Regions from separate parts of the Rattus norvegicus genome. Here region 1 is linked to region 2. A link is a contact called in public Hi-C data. All regions are on one chromosome and are shown on one strand. The core of a region is the stretch at or near the end of the contact, and the rest is flanking DNA. Distances in the headings are between cores, read along the strand shown.

The links. A called contact is a pair of places that touch in the nucleus more often than the background predicts.
Region 1: a Hi-C map of Schwann cells shows a contact between it and region 2, with 3 times the contacts expected there. The contact joins two enhancer-like sites. A contact is called at or near these places in 12 of 12 Hi-C or Micro-C datasets (the A7r5 cell line, the Rat2 cell line, Schwann cells and 7 more) and 1 of 1 datasets of contacts at active chromatin or transcription factors (oligodendrocytes).

What each region holds. Positions count from the first base shown.
Region 1 is chr9:1,783,939-1,789,984 of GRCr8, reverse strand. Acsbg2 (acyl-CoA synthetase bubblegum family member 2) reads left to right here. Exons shown (of 15, transcript NM_001080096.1): 6 at 1,604-1,687; 7 at 5,761-5,910. Among named protein-coding and RNA genes, the nearest start is that of Acsbg2, 15 kb to the left of the region's middle. Within about 2 kb of position 1,919, at least 2 of the 93 cell types and tissues checked have an H3K27ac peak or open chromatin away from gene starts, as enhancers often do. A contact at or near this core is called in Schwann cells, where this site is marked.
Region 2 is chr9:1,724,179-1,730,534 of GRCr8, reverse strand. Rfx2 (regulatory factor X2) reads left to right here. Exons shown (of 18, transcript NM_001413766.1): 2 at 4,275-4,366. The coding sequence starts at 4,283. Among named protein-coding and RNA genes, the nearest start is that of Rfx2, 31 kb to the left of the region's middle. Within about 2 kb of position 2,069, at least 70 of the 93 cell types and tissues checked have an H3K27ac peak or open chromatin away from gene starts, as enhancers often do. A contact at or near this core is called in Schwann cells, where this site is marked.

The DNA of each region.
Region 1 (6,046 bases), core at 670-3,169, 60 kb before region 2:
GAGAGTAAGTGTCCAGGGTCTCCTGGCCAGACAGCTCTGCCTCACTGGGAGCAGCAGGCCAGTGGAGACCCAATATTCTAGCACAGTAACAGCAGGGAGTGGCTGAGGAACTACAGATGAGGCTGACCTTTGACCTCTGTAAGCATTCACACAAATGTGCACACACATATGTCTGTGGTCTCTGCACTTGGTAGACTGAACAGGAGGATTTGCTATAAGTTTGAGGCAAGCCTGGGCTACAGAGAAAGTTCCAGAGTAGCCTTAGCTACATCATGACCTCTCAAAAAAGACTCTGTCTGCTGTCAAACTGCACACACTTCCTCTTGGCCGGCCTCAGCCATGTTGCCGCTCTGTTGAGTACTGAATTTACAGGACACACCCGCTTGCTTTACAGTGAAATTTCCCTTTCCGTTCACTTGTTTGTTTTTGTGTGTGCAGTGAAACCTGGGTTCTCTTTCTGTACTTGTAGCATTTCTTTCCTTTCTCTCTTTCTTTCTTTTCTTTTTTCTTTTTTTTTTTTTTGTTTTGCGGATATTACAGAAACACCTTCTATGTCTCACATGTGCACAGACGCCTGGCAGTCCCTCAGTCTGGCAGAATGATCTGAAAAGAGGGTCTTAGAAGGAGAACTCGGCTGGCCAGACATGGTACAGCTCAAGCTTGGTCACCGGGGACTGGGAGGATGGCAGGGACAGGACCCATGGCAGTCAGTCAGCAAGAGATCGCTTCAAAGAACAAGCTGAGATGATGGAGGAGGACACCAGACATCATTTCAATGCTGTCCTCTTCCTCTACACACATAAAGACAGATACACACAGACAAAAACATTAAAAAAAACAAAATACAAGAGCCACTAGGACAGTGAGTCCATCCTGTCAGACTTGAATCAAACCTAGAGGCATCTCCAGGGACAAGTCTGTCTGTCTGCCCATGTCTAGTTGGGGGTCATGTGTCCGCAGTGAATCTCTTCGATGACTGCAGCTCCCCTGACTCCCCTTTTCTTTTGAAACTGGGTCTTATGGAGCCCAGGCTGGTCTCCAGCTCACTGTGTAACTGAATAAAGTCCTGATCCTCCTGCCTCGACCTCCTGAGTACAGAACGTGTACCATCATACCTAGTTGATGTGGTGCTGGACATGGACCCCAGGGCTTTGTGAAGGCCCAGCTTGTGTTCTACCCACTGAGTACAGCTCTAACCCTTATTTTTATAAATTATTTTCTTTTTTAAAAAATTATTTATGTATGCATTGTGTGTATATGTGCAGGTGCACGCATGCCATGGTGTGTGTGGACGGTAGAGGAAAGCTCTGTGGGTTCTGCTCTTCTCACTCACCATGTGGCTCTCCCAGGGAGAACTCAGGTCATCAGACTTGTAGGCAGGTGCCTTTTTTATTTTTTATTTTCTTTTTTTCGGAACTGGGGACCGAACCCAGGGCCTTGTGCTTGCTAGGCAAGCACTCTACCACTGAGCCAAATCCCCAACCCCATCCCCTTTTTGAGAAGGCACTACATGGGTCCTGGGATCTGAATTCAGTGCCTTAGGCAGTGGGGGTGCTGTAGACCCTGAGTCCCAGGACCCTGAGTCCACAGGAAACTCTTTCAGATTCCACCAGACAAGATGGAGACCGTGAAAGCCATTGTGCAGTACAGGCTGCCCTTGATGGAAAACAGCACAAACCTGTACTCCGTGAGTGTAGGAGGGGTGGGGCATTGTGGGAGGGGTGGGGCCGGAGGGAGGGGCCGGTGGGAGGGGAGGGCCTGTGGGAGGAGGGCCTGTGGAAGGGGCGGAATTTGTGGGGGGCAGGGCATGTGGGCGGGAAGGGTTCTGTGGGAGTGGCAGGACAAGAAGAGGAGCTTGAGTCAGCCTGAGGTAGTAGGTTGGGCCACACAGTGAAATATATGTAGTGAGTAGGCAGGGACTCCACAAAAACTGTGCAAAGGGGCCACTCTAGGGAAGGAAATGGGCCATCTGAGTAAATGGGCAGGGCTACAGGAACAATGCTGCAAGTGATTAGTGGCATGTGCTTCTTGGTACTTGGTACTTGGTACTTTGACCCCTCAGCTCAAAACCAGCAGATGAAGGCAGGAAGTCATTATTTTGTGTGCATCAGAAAATGAAAGTAGCTGAAAAAAAATCCCAAATTGAAAACTAAGTGGATTAATATATGTTATTTAAAACCTTATTTATAACTGCCAAGGGGAAAATTACATATATGTATTTGCATGTTTGATATTTTTGAGACAGGCCCATATTCTATATCATTTATAACTTAGTATATACATATTTTCTCTTTTTGCTAATCTTATTGCAATAACTTATGTTAGGAGTGCATATATATATATGCATATATATATATATATATATATATATATATATATATATAATGTATGTCGGGGCCTGCAGGGGGAGGGGAGGTCAGATGGTTGTCTCTCTTCCAACATGTGTGTCCTGGGGAGGAAACGCAGGTCATCAAGCTTGAGCTGTCTCATCAGTGCTACAACATAATAGTTTTAATATCTGTATATAGTGTGGCATGACTGCATCAAGACAGTTAACACTTATCTTTCAAAAGATAACAATTACCATACCTCTAATCCCACCCAGCACGTGGCAGACAGAGTCAGGATGATCACTGTGAGGTCAAGACCAACCTGATATACATTGAGAGCTCCAGACAAGTCGGGCATGATGGCAAACGCCTTTAGCCCCAGCACTCAGGAGGCAGCCTGGCAGATCTGGTCTACATAGTGAGATCCAGGACAGCCAGTGATACATAGAGAGACTCTGTCTCAAACAAACAAGCAAACAAACAAATATAAAAATAAAAATATCAAACTTTTCAGTGGTAACACAAGATCTAATTTCCCCACAATTTCTGAATTATAACTCATTAATTTAAATTTTAATATTTTACTTATGTCCAAGTCATTAATAGGTTTGTCTCTCTCTCTTTTTTTTTTTTTTTTTTTTTTTTTGGAGCTGGGGACCGAACCCAGGGCCTTGCGCTTCCTAGGCAAGCACTCTACCACTGAGCTAAATCCCCAACCCCAGGTTTGTCTCTCTTAATGATGCAGACTTAGAACAGATCAGAGCAGATTAAAGGCAGATAAATGTAGGTTTAGTTGACACAACTCTTGGGTGGGTTCAGCAGCCCCGTAGAGGAGCTGAGGCAGTCATGCAAATGGGCTAAGGCAGGGAGGTTTTATAGTTCCCAAGGGAAGGCGATGAGGTATCAGCCAGGAGCTGGTATAGGGAATTATCTCTAATATAAATGTAGCAGTGAGCTAATTGGTAGCTGTATTTCTTTACCTCATGGTATTCCCCAGTAACTATACACAAAACCGTTAAGATTTATTTAGAACTGCACCTCAATAGCTGAGCAGTTAGATGATCTGTTTTTACTTTCTGTGCTAATCTGGCTACCTCCCATCCCCATCCCATGATACTTGCATATTATTATTGCTCTGACTCTGGGCTTCAGGTGTGTTTCCATGATCTCTCTCCATATCTCTTCCTCATAGCTCAAATCCTCTGTCCTCCTCGCTGATCTGAATCTCCCTCCCTCCTTCCTCTGGCTGGCAGATCTCCCGCTCTCTTCTTCTACTCTGCCCAGCCATTGGGTGATAAGCATTTATTGACAAGGCTGAGATTAAATGGTAAGAATTGTTCACACAAACTTGAGACAGATCTTGACATAAGCATTATAATGCCACACCCACATTGAAACAAGATAAGAGGGAGAAGAAATCAGCATTTGAATTAACTCGAGGATAAACTTTGCGTGGTATACAGAAGCATTATGCTGACAAGCTAGGCTGTGCCTGCCTGTGCTTAGAAGCTGGGCTCCTAGGCTGGCATAGATTGGACTGGCCGATTCCGAACAGCTGGTTACATCGGCTGCCAGAAATGAAGAACTGACCTCTCGGCACATGCCTTTGTTTAGAGTTTTCCGATGAAGATGGGTTGAGGAAAAGAGAGCAGACAGGGTTTCCCAGCTTGTGCAGGGGCAAGCAGCGGGCTCCAACCAAACCGTCATAATCTATTATAATTTTATTTTCGGCTCTGTTTAGCTACATGTTTAGCTGCCATCCTAACTACTAGGAAGGTTGAGACAGGAGGACTGTGAGCTGAAGGCCAGCATGAGCAACTACTAAGACCCCCTACTAAAATAAATAGACCTGGGATGTGACTCAGAAGTACAACTGCTGCCTAGACTCCCCCAGTGAGGGGTTGAGGGTGTGGCTATCTGGTGTCTTCTTGCCTAGTGTGTGGGTCTTGGTTCAACCTTAAGTGATGTGTTTCAAGAGAAAGAAAAAGTAAAAACCTCCTTAGATGTATCTTGACCACATTCTTCAGTCCTGGGATTGTTGAGTTTGGAGCAAAAAAGACTCTTGGAAGGGGGTAGTCCTAGAGCAGTGGCTCTGGCCTCCAGCCACTAGGTGGCAGCAGCATCCTCCCCATAGTAACGGCAAGTCTGTGCGTAGGTTGTGCCACGATCCCTGTGGATGAGAGTGCCTTTGAGTTGGGACACTGACAGGATGATTCGGTTACATACCACGGCACCTACCTACTCTGCAGTGGATTGGAGACCCCATGAAATTTGAATGGAGATAGATATGCATTTATCTATCTAGTCTCGAATTCATAACCCAGGTTAGCCTAAAACTTGATAGTGTCCTGCCTCAGCCTCCTGTGTGCTGAGATTTAGTCTCGCCAGCCTTAGTTAGGATTCAGTTTAGGAATGGAAACCTCTTGTTAGGCCCAGTGCCTCAGTCTGCTCAGCTGCCCTGGTTGAACCTAAATGATGCCATTGCTTCCATGCAGTAAAAGCCCAACCCCAAATGGCTTGAGCAAAGAAAGTTGTCAGTTCCTTTAACTACAGCCCAGAACGTAGGCTTCCAGCAGGCTGCGACCAGCAGCCCATATCCCCTGGGCTTTTTGTAGCTAATCTCTTGGCTCTTCAGGCCCCTCTCATCCCCACTCATGATCCTGTGGCCACATCCCTAGTGACAAGTCTAGGCAATAGGAACTCTTCATTCACTGCTAACTTCATCATCTTCACTGTGATTGGAGTCATATGCTCAAAATCCCAGCTAATCACGGGCACCTAGACTGATGAAGTACTCGGCTTCATCCAATCAGGGATGACGTCTGGTGTGGGGGTGGAGCTAGACCCATCTGGTTGGGTCCCTAACTCAGAAGTTAGGGAATCCATGATGTGAACTCAGGACAGGATGGGAGCTCTTCCCAGAGGTCACTGCTTCCTTCAAGAGGGCTTGGCAGGTAAAGGTGCTTGCTGCCAACCAAGCCTGATGACCTGTAGCTTGATCCTGGGAACTCACACAGTGGAAGGAGAGAACTGACTTCTACACATGCATCCCAAAATAAGTAATTACATTGAAGTCTAAGAACCCTTTGTTTAAGCTGTTTGAAGGACAGGCTTCTGTTATTTACAGCTGGTGTTGTCCTTAAGAATTGTAAATACATCAGGTGGCTGGGTCAGAGAGAGCAGCTGCTTGCCCAAGAGCACAGCACAGTCAGTCACTGCTTGGGACATTTAGATGAGGCCTGTCTGAGCTCACAGGCCCACCAGCACACAGGAAGTGGCCCAAAACTGGCCAGGGTGCAACTGGGCATTTCTGAGAGTTCTCCCAGGCCTTGACCCTTGTGACAACCTCCTCTGTCAACCTGCCTTGGGGTGAGCCTACTGGAGTTGGGCCAGCCAGGTCCCCATCCCCCACCCAACTTCCCGTCTGCAGTGGCAGGACTTCATGGAGCTGGGTAATGCCATCCCCAACATACAGCTGGACCGGGTCATCCTCAGCCAGAAGGCCAACCAGTGTGCTGTCATCATCTATACCTCTGGGACCACAGGGAGCCCCAAAGGCGTGATGCTGAGTCATGACAACGTAAGCCCCGCCCTCTGGAGCAGCTCTTATCTGGGTTTATTCTGAGCTCAAAACAGGCAATAAGGAGGCATGTATGAAGTTTATGTGGGTCTTTCCTCCATGGAGAACCACACAGTTGGTGCTGGGGGCTTGGGTG
Region 2 (6,356 bases), core at 820-3,319:
CAGGGGACAGAGCTACCTGTTGAGCCCCATTGGTTTGTCTTTGGTACAGGTGGGTTTCTAGTTGGAATTGGCAACTAGTTCTCCATTGTGAACCTTCACATCCCATCCCTTTTTCTGGCCTATGGGGAGCTCAGTGGGTCAAGACACCTGCCACCAAGACTGACAACCAGGCCCATGAATGGCTGCCAGCTGTCCTCAACACACACATAACAAATACATCAGTATCCTCTGGGAAGGAACTGTGCCTGCAGAGGACCAGCGACAGATAAAAACTTCAGGGACTGCGAGGAGTTGGAATGCTGCAGGTCCTGGGCCTAATTCACTTTATCTTGGGCTAGCCTTAGCCTCCTAAGTAGCCATTTCTTGCTTCTCTGTATCAGACCTAACATCCAGACTAGAGATGTACATCCCTTTGGGATGTATCAGTTTAAGAGAATCCCAGTTAGCCACCAGCCCGAAGGCCAAGCCGTAGGCCCCCAGCTGTACTTCTGTCCTGTGCTGTGGAAGCAGTGCATCCTCAGTTACTGCTCCCTTTGTCCCATTACTGCAGAACTCCACGGAATGGCTTCTGTGCTCCTGGACTCTCAGATTTGCTCTGGAATAAACTCATCCAACTTGAGTGGAGAGCTATGTTTTTGTGTCAACATGGGGAATGTAAACTTACCCCTGTCATGTCCGGGTGTGCTGAAGTTACAAGGTGGTGACTGGGGCCTGGGGTAGAACTGGAGGCTGACAGTACTCTGACCACAGGGAGTGGGTGTCGGAGGTGTCACATGGACATGTAAGGACACACATGGCTCAATCACTTCCAGGACAGCACCATTTTGTCCCTGTAGATTCTTGTCTGTTGGGCTAGACCCTGTGTCCCAGAAAATTTGATAGCTCTGGTTTTCTCAAGGTGTTGTGTCTGCACCGTTAAGTGTGTAACCACTGGAGGGGACCTCTCTGTCTTTAGTGCCACAACCTACAGAGCACTGCTCTCCCAACCTGCCCCTTCTCCTGAGCCCTGGTGCTTGAGTCCCTATGTTCCCCTGGGGTCTTACTCAGCCCTGCTCTCTCCCCCTGATCCTGGCATTCTCCCTCCCACTTCCAACAGTGTAGCAGCCACTGTAGGCAGGCCTGGCCTCCTCATACCTGGGATGGCTTGTTCCTTCCTCTTCTAACCTGCCAGCTCTCTGTGGTGACTCAGAAGATACCAGATGTTCACTCCACTTGCCCTGCAGGGCTCAGAGAACCCAACCCACTAACTAGGCACAAGTTTCCACTGGGTACAGAGGTCGGAGGTCAGAGGTCACAGGCATGAGGGGTCCCCTGACAGCTGGGGAGATGGAGAGCCAGTAATAGATACCAGACAACTCAGTCCAAGGTGCCAGGTATGCTAGTGTACACCTGCCAACCCAGCACTGGGCAGGCTGAGGCAGGAGGATTGCCTTTTAAAGCCAGCCTGGGCTACACAGTGAGAAATCATTCTAACAAAACAAATCACCAGTGCTGGGAGGCCTGAGCCAGCTGGAGAGGGGCCAGACAATGGAGGGCAGACCTTAGAACCCGGAGAAGAGAGAAACTCTGTTTCACAGTGAGGAAGGGACCAGATGCAGCCACCATGGCCAGGCCCCACAAATGCCAGCATCACCTTCAGGTCCATGCTGAGTAGGGCAGTCCCCAGCATAGGTCACCAATGCCCAGTCTCACACACAGGCCACTTTCTCCTGAGACCTCACGTCACAGGGACCCAAGAGGAACTGTCAGGTCTGTGGAGGAGCTGGAGTGTGGGCCCATCTAGCTGGACCTGTTCCCCTTTTGGAGCAGGAACACCAGTTGCATTGGTAGGTAGGACCCAGGTGCCACCCAGACTAACCAAGACCAGCTGAGGCTTGATCCCCACAGCAGAGCTTGACTAGCCAGGCACCGTCCCATGACTCCAGGTGGCAAATGGCAAAGTCACAGCACCCCTGGATGGCTGGACAGAAGGGTGGGGATAAAAGAGAGAGAAATTGCTTAAGGTCACAGTGAGTCAGGACAGCCAGGAACCCAGCCCAGAAATGGCTCGGAGCCTCCCCGCCCTTCTTTGCCTGCCCACTTGTTGCTAGGCAACCCAAGAGGGTTTTTTTTCCCTGTAAACAAAGGACACTTCCCCAGCAGATCCACCTGGCACCAGTCCAGACCCCAACTAGCGCACTGCAGCCTGTGCCTGCCTCTTGGAGTTGCCTAGAGACAGCAGGAGACTGGCCACTGCAATCTGCCATCCAGCTACTCCGCTTGGGCACTCTGTCAAGTTCAAGGTCAAACGCACAGAATGGATTAAAGACTGGTCTTGGGGGAGACTTCAGGCCTTTTCTTGGACCATTGACTGGCAGAATATGGTAGAGCTGGGTCACCAGGGAACCATGATCCAGGCTCAGAAGGCAGGATGACAGGGTGCTCTCAGGCTCCTCTTCCCATAGGAGAGGAAATCAGTTGAGGACAGGTAGAGAAAGCCAGGTCCCCACAGGAGAGAAATCGGGAGAGGAAAGGAACCAAGCAGAGAGCCAGTGAGCAAGACTCTCATGCCCACAGCTCAGCTTGCACCATTGCTCTCACTGTTCCTCCAGCCAGCACATGAGCATGCACACACACATGCACATACCCATGCAGCAAATGCATGCACACACATGTGAACACACTAACGGTAGCTTATCAACCTCAGTGTGGCATCTATGTCCTTCCCTTATTGAATGACAACCTTTAACTTTTTCACTTGAGTCAGACGCATCCCAGCTTTTCTCTGGCTTGTCCATCCTGAGGTTAAGGTGGGATGAGGAGAGGAGGGCACACTTGAACTTCGTGTTCCCTTTCCCTCACGGCTGCTGGTAGCTGGGCCCTCGTGGGTACCTCATGCGCATGCAGCAATACCAAGAACAAACTCACCAGCCATCACGGCTCTCTCATCCAGCTGGTTAGTAGTTTGTTTCTGAGACAGACTCAACGCCCCCCTCCCCGTGTGTGTATGAGTGAAGTGTCCATTTGTTCATTTCAGACATTCTTGTGAGTCTTTGGTGACAAGTTTTGTCTCACACAGAGTCTCCCTCACTCAGTAGTCCAGGCTGGCCTGAAACTCACCTTATAGCCCAGTCTGGTCTGTGAACTCAGGAACACTCCCTTTCCCTTTCCCTTTCCCTTCCCCCTACCACCCTGTCTCTGCCTCTCAGAGTCCCACGGTTGCTGGAACTCCCAAGCTTATTACTGCATTCTGGGCTCAGAACTGAGAGGCCTATCGAGCCCTCCCCCCACCAGATTAAAACATTGGGTTTGATTCATTCAGCAGCTCTTACTCATTCCAGTGTGTGCACACACAAGAGATTTTTCTTACAAAATGTTTTTGTTTTACTTTTGTAACCCAGGCTGACCTCAGACTCCTTATCTTGAACTCATCATGCTCCTGCCTTCACTTGGGTCCTGAGCCCCTTCAAATGCGCTGTGTGGTTCTGGCTCCATCTAGTGGTCACCATGGGGCAGTACAGGCGGGCACAGAACCCAGGGACTCACCCCCTCCTCCTGTGGGTACTCTTGTACCTGTTATAAGATCTTTTCACATTGAACAGAAAAGTCATTAAGGACTGAGGCAGCTCATCAGTTCAAGCGCCAGCCGCTGTACGTGTGGTTCACAGGGCCTGTTCAGCTGCCCTCAACAGTCTGCAACGCCAGTTTGGGGTCTGACGGCCCTTTCAGGCCTCCGTGGTCACTACATGCACATGGTGCACAGTCACACATGTAGGCAAACACCACACACATAAGATAAATGCAGCTTTTTAAAGATTAAAAAAGACTTTAGGCAGGCGATGTGGAGATGCTGTCACCCCACATATGGACTCAAAACCAACCTGAGCCCCTGAAGCCCTGCTGAGGGACCGAGGGTCGGATCAAAATTTGACCACCAACTGCCACCTTCCTGCCACCATGCAGGAGGCTCTCTGGGTCTGAGCTCAGGAGTCACCTCCAGTGACTTTTGAGACAGGAGCTCACTGAACCTGGGACCAGGGATCCTCCTGCCCTCCCCCCCACCCCGTTTCTCCCCCTCTCCATTTCTGGGACTATAGGCACAAACACCAAGGCTGCTTTTTGCATGGGTTCTGTGGATTTGAACTCAGGTTCTCTCTGTGGTGCAGTGGTTGCTCTGTCCCTGGAGCTGTCTCCCCACGTGGCCTCAGATAGCATGGCTGTTCAGCTTTATCCCTAGGGAGCATGGGCTGCAGGCGTGTGATCCGGCCACCTCACCACTGCTCTCTCCACTCTAGATCCCAGCATGCAGAACTCCGAGGGAGGAGCAGACTCGCCTGCCACAGTGGCTCTGCGTCCTGCAGCCCAGCCTGTACCAGCCTCCCCACAGGTGACCGCGCCCACCCTGCCATCCCAGTGCTCTTCGAAACGTGCCACAAAAGAGCCATGACAGAGATGAGGAGAGACCACACTCCACCCACTCAACTGGCTCTTTGAGAGCTTCTGTGCCTAAGGGGAAAAAACTGAAACATTCAAAGTAGATAGAAATCTTAGGATGCTCCTCCAAGCTCCGTTCACTCTCCTCCTTCTCCACCTCCTCCCCATCTCCTCCACCTCCTCCCCATCTCCTCCTCCTCCCTCTCCCTCTCCCTCTCCCTCTTCTTCTCCCCCTCTTCTTCCTCCTCCTCCTCCCCCCCTTCCTCCTCCATGTTAGAAATGGAGCCCAGGGTCTTGAGTGTACTTTCCACCTAGCCCAGATCCATCTTGAAAGAGACTGTCCACCACTGTTCTCTGCAGCCATGAGCGCACCAGCCCTCAGAGTACAGTGCGGGATAGGACACATGGGCATGCCAGGCAAACTGGAAAGTCATGGATACAGGGACAGGACACATACTAATTCATCAGGGGCCAAAGGAACAATTGAGGTGAACTTAAGAATAGAAAGCCACACACCTTCAGGCTCTATCCTTTGCTCCTTCTGAAATGCTGGTGTTGAACCCAGGACCTTTGCCCATGCTAGAAAAGGGCTCATCACAAGACAGCTCACCTTATCCACACCTCCACCCCTCCCCACTTCACCCCTCCAACACTCCTACCTCCCCCCTCCCCCCGCCGTCCTCCCCGCCTCCCCTCCTCCCTGCCTTCCCAGCTCCTTACATGTTTGTGATGACCGACTCTCCACTGCCCGGCTCTAGCTGCCCCATCACACTTCTCAGTGTTAACTGCGGGAGCAAACTCTGAGCCTCTGCTTTTGTTCTTTTCAAACAAGGTCTCACTATGTAACCCAAGGCTGACCTGGAACTGTAAGCAATCCTCCTGCCTCAGCCTCACCCCTTTTTCTACTCTGAACTCTGGGATTACAGCTTTTCACCATCACACCTAACTCAACCCCCAGTGTTTCAGGGAATTTATTTGGGTTTTTTTGTTTGTTTGTTTTTGTTTCTTGTTTTTGCTGTTTGGTTATTGTTGTTGTAATCTTGAGACCAGGGCTGATGGTGCCTGAGGCCAGTTTCTGCAGTACTGGAAATGTTTGGCAAGGTACAGTCCTCACTTTGTAATGCACACTTTCTTCAAATTCTCAACTAACTCTCCTGCCTCAGACTCCTGAGTGCTGGAATTGGAGGGGTGTGCCGCGATAATGGGAGGGATTGCTGTCTGTGGATACAGACTGCCAGGCGGAAGGCTTGAAGGCCTCTGTCCCTCTCCACCTCATTGCCCTGAAACAGGGTCTTTGACTGTAGCTGGGCTGGCAGCCAGCAAGCCTCAGGGGTCGTGTTGTCTCTGCCTCCTGTACACTGGGGTCACGGGAGCGTGCAACCACACCTGGCAGTCCGTGTGGGTGCTGGGATTCAAACTCACGTCTTCTTGCTGGGCAGCAATGCTCTTACCCAGAGCCATGTGCACGCAGCCCGTCCTGATTACCCTTTAACCGAAATGGGATTGGCACAATATAAAATGAATCACATGGAGTGGTTCTTCTTGTAATCACGGAATTTAGCCGTCCTTCCTCTCTAGTTCCAGAATATTCTATCAAAGGCCCATCCCTGTCAGCAACTGCACATCCCTTCCTTACCTTGAATCGACTTCCCGTCTCTGGGTTCTCCTGTCCTAGAGCACACACTGTGAAATCTGAGTCCCATGTCCGTTGGTCCTCACGGTCCCTCAGTGCTGTGGTGGGTGTCAGCCCTGCACTTGTTGGTTGAATGATATTCTATCGTAAGAACAGGTGCCATGGTGTATCTGCACTCATCTGTTCAGGTCCTTGCGGTGGCTGAAGGCCCCATGTCCACAGACCCAGGCCCTGTCTTGGTCAGGACTGTGCTGAGCATACAGACCTATTCTGGAACACTAGAGAGAGATGTATCCTCATGGGTGGATCC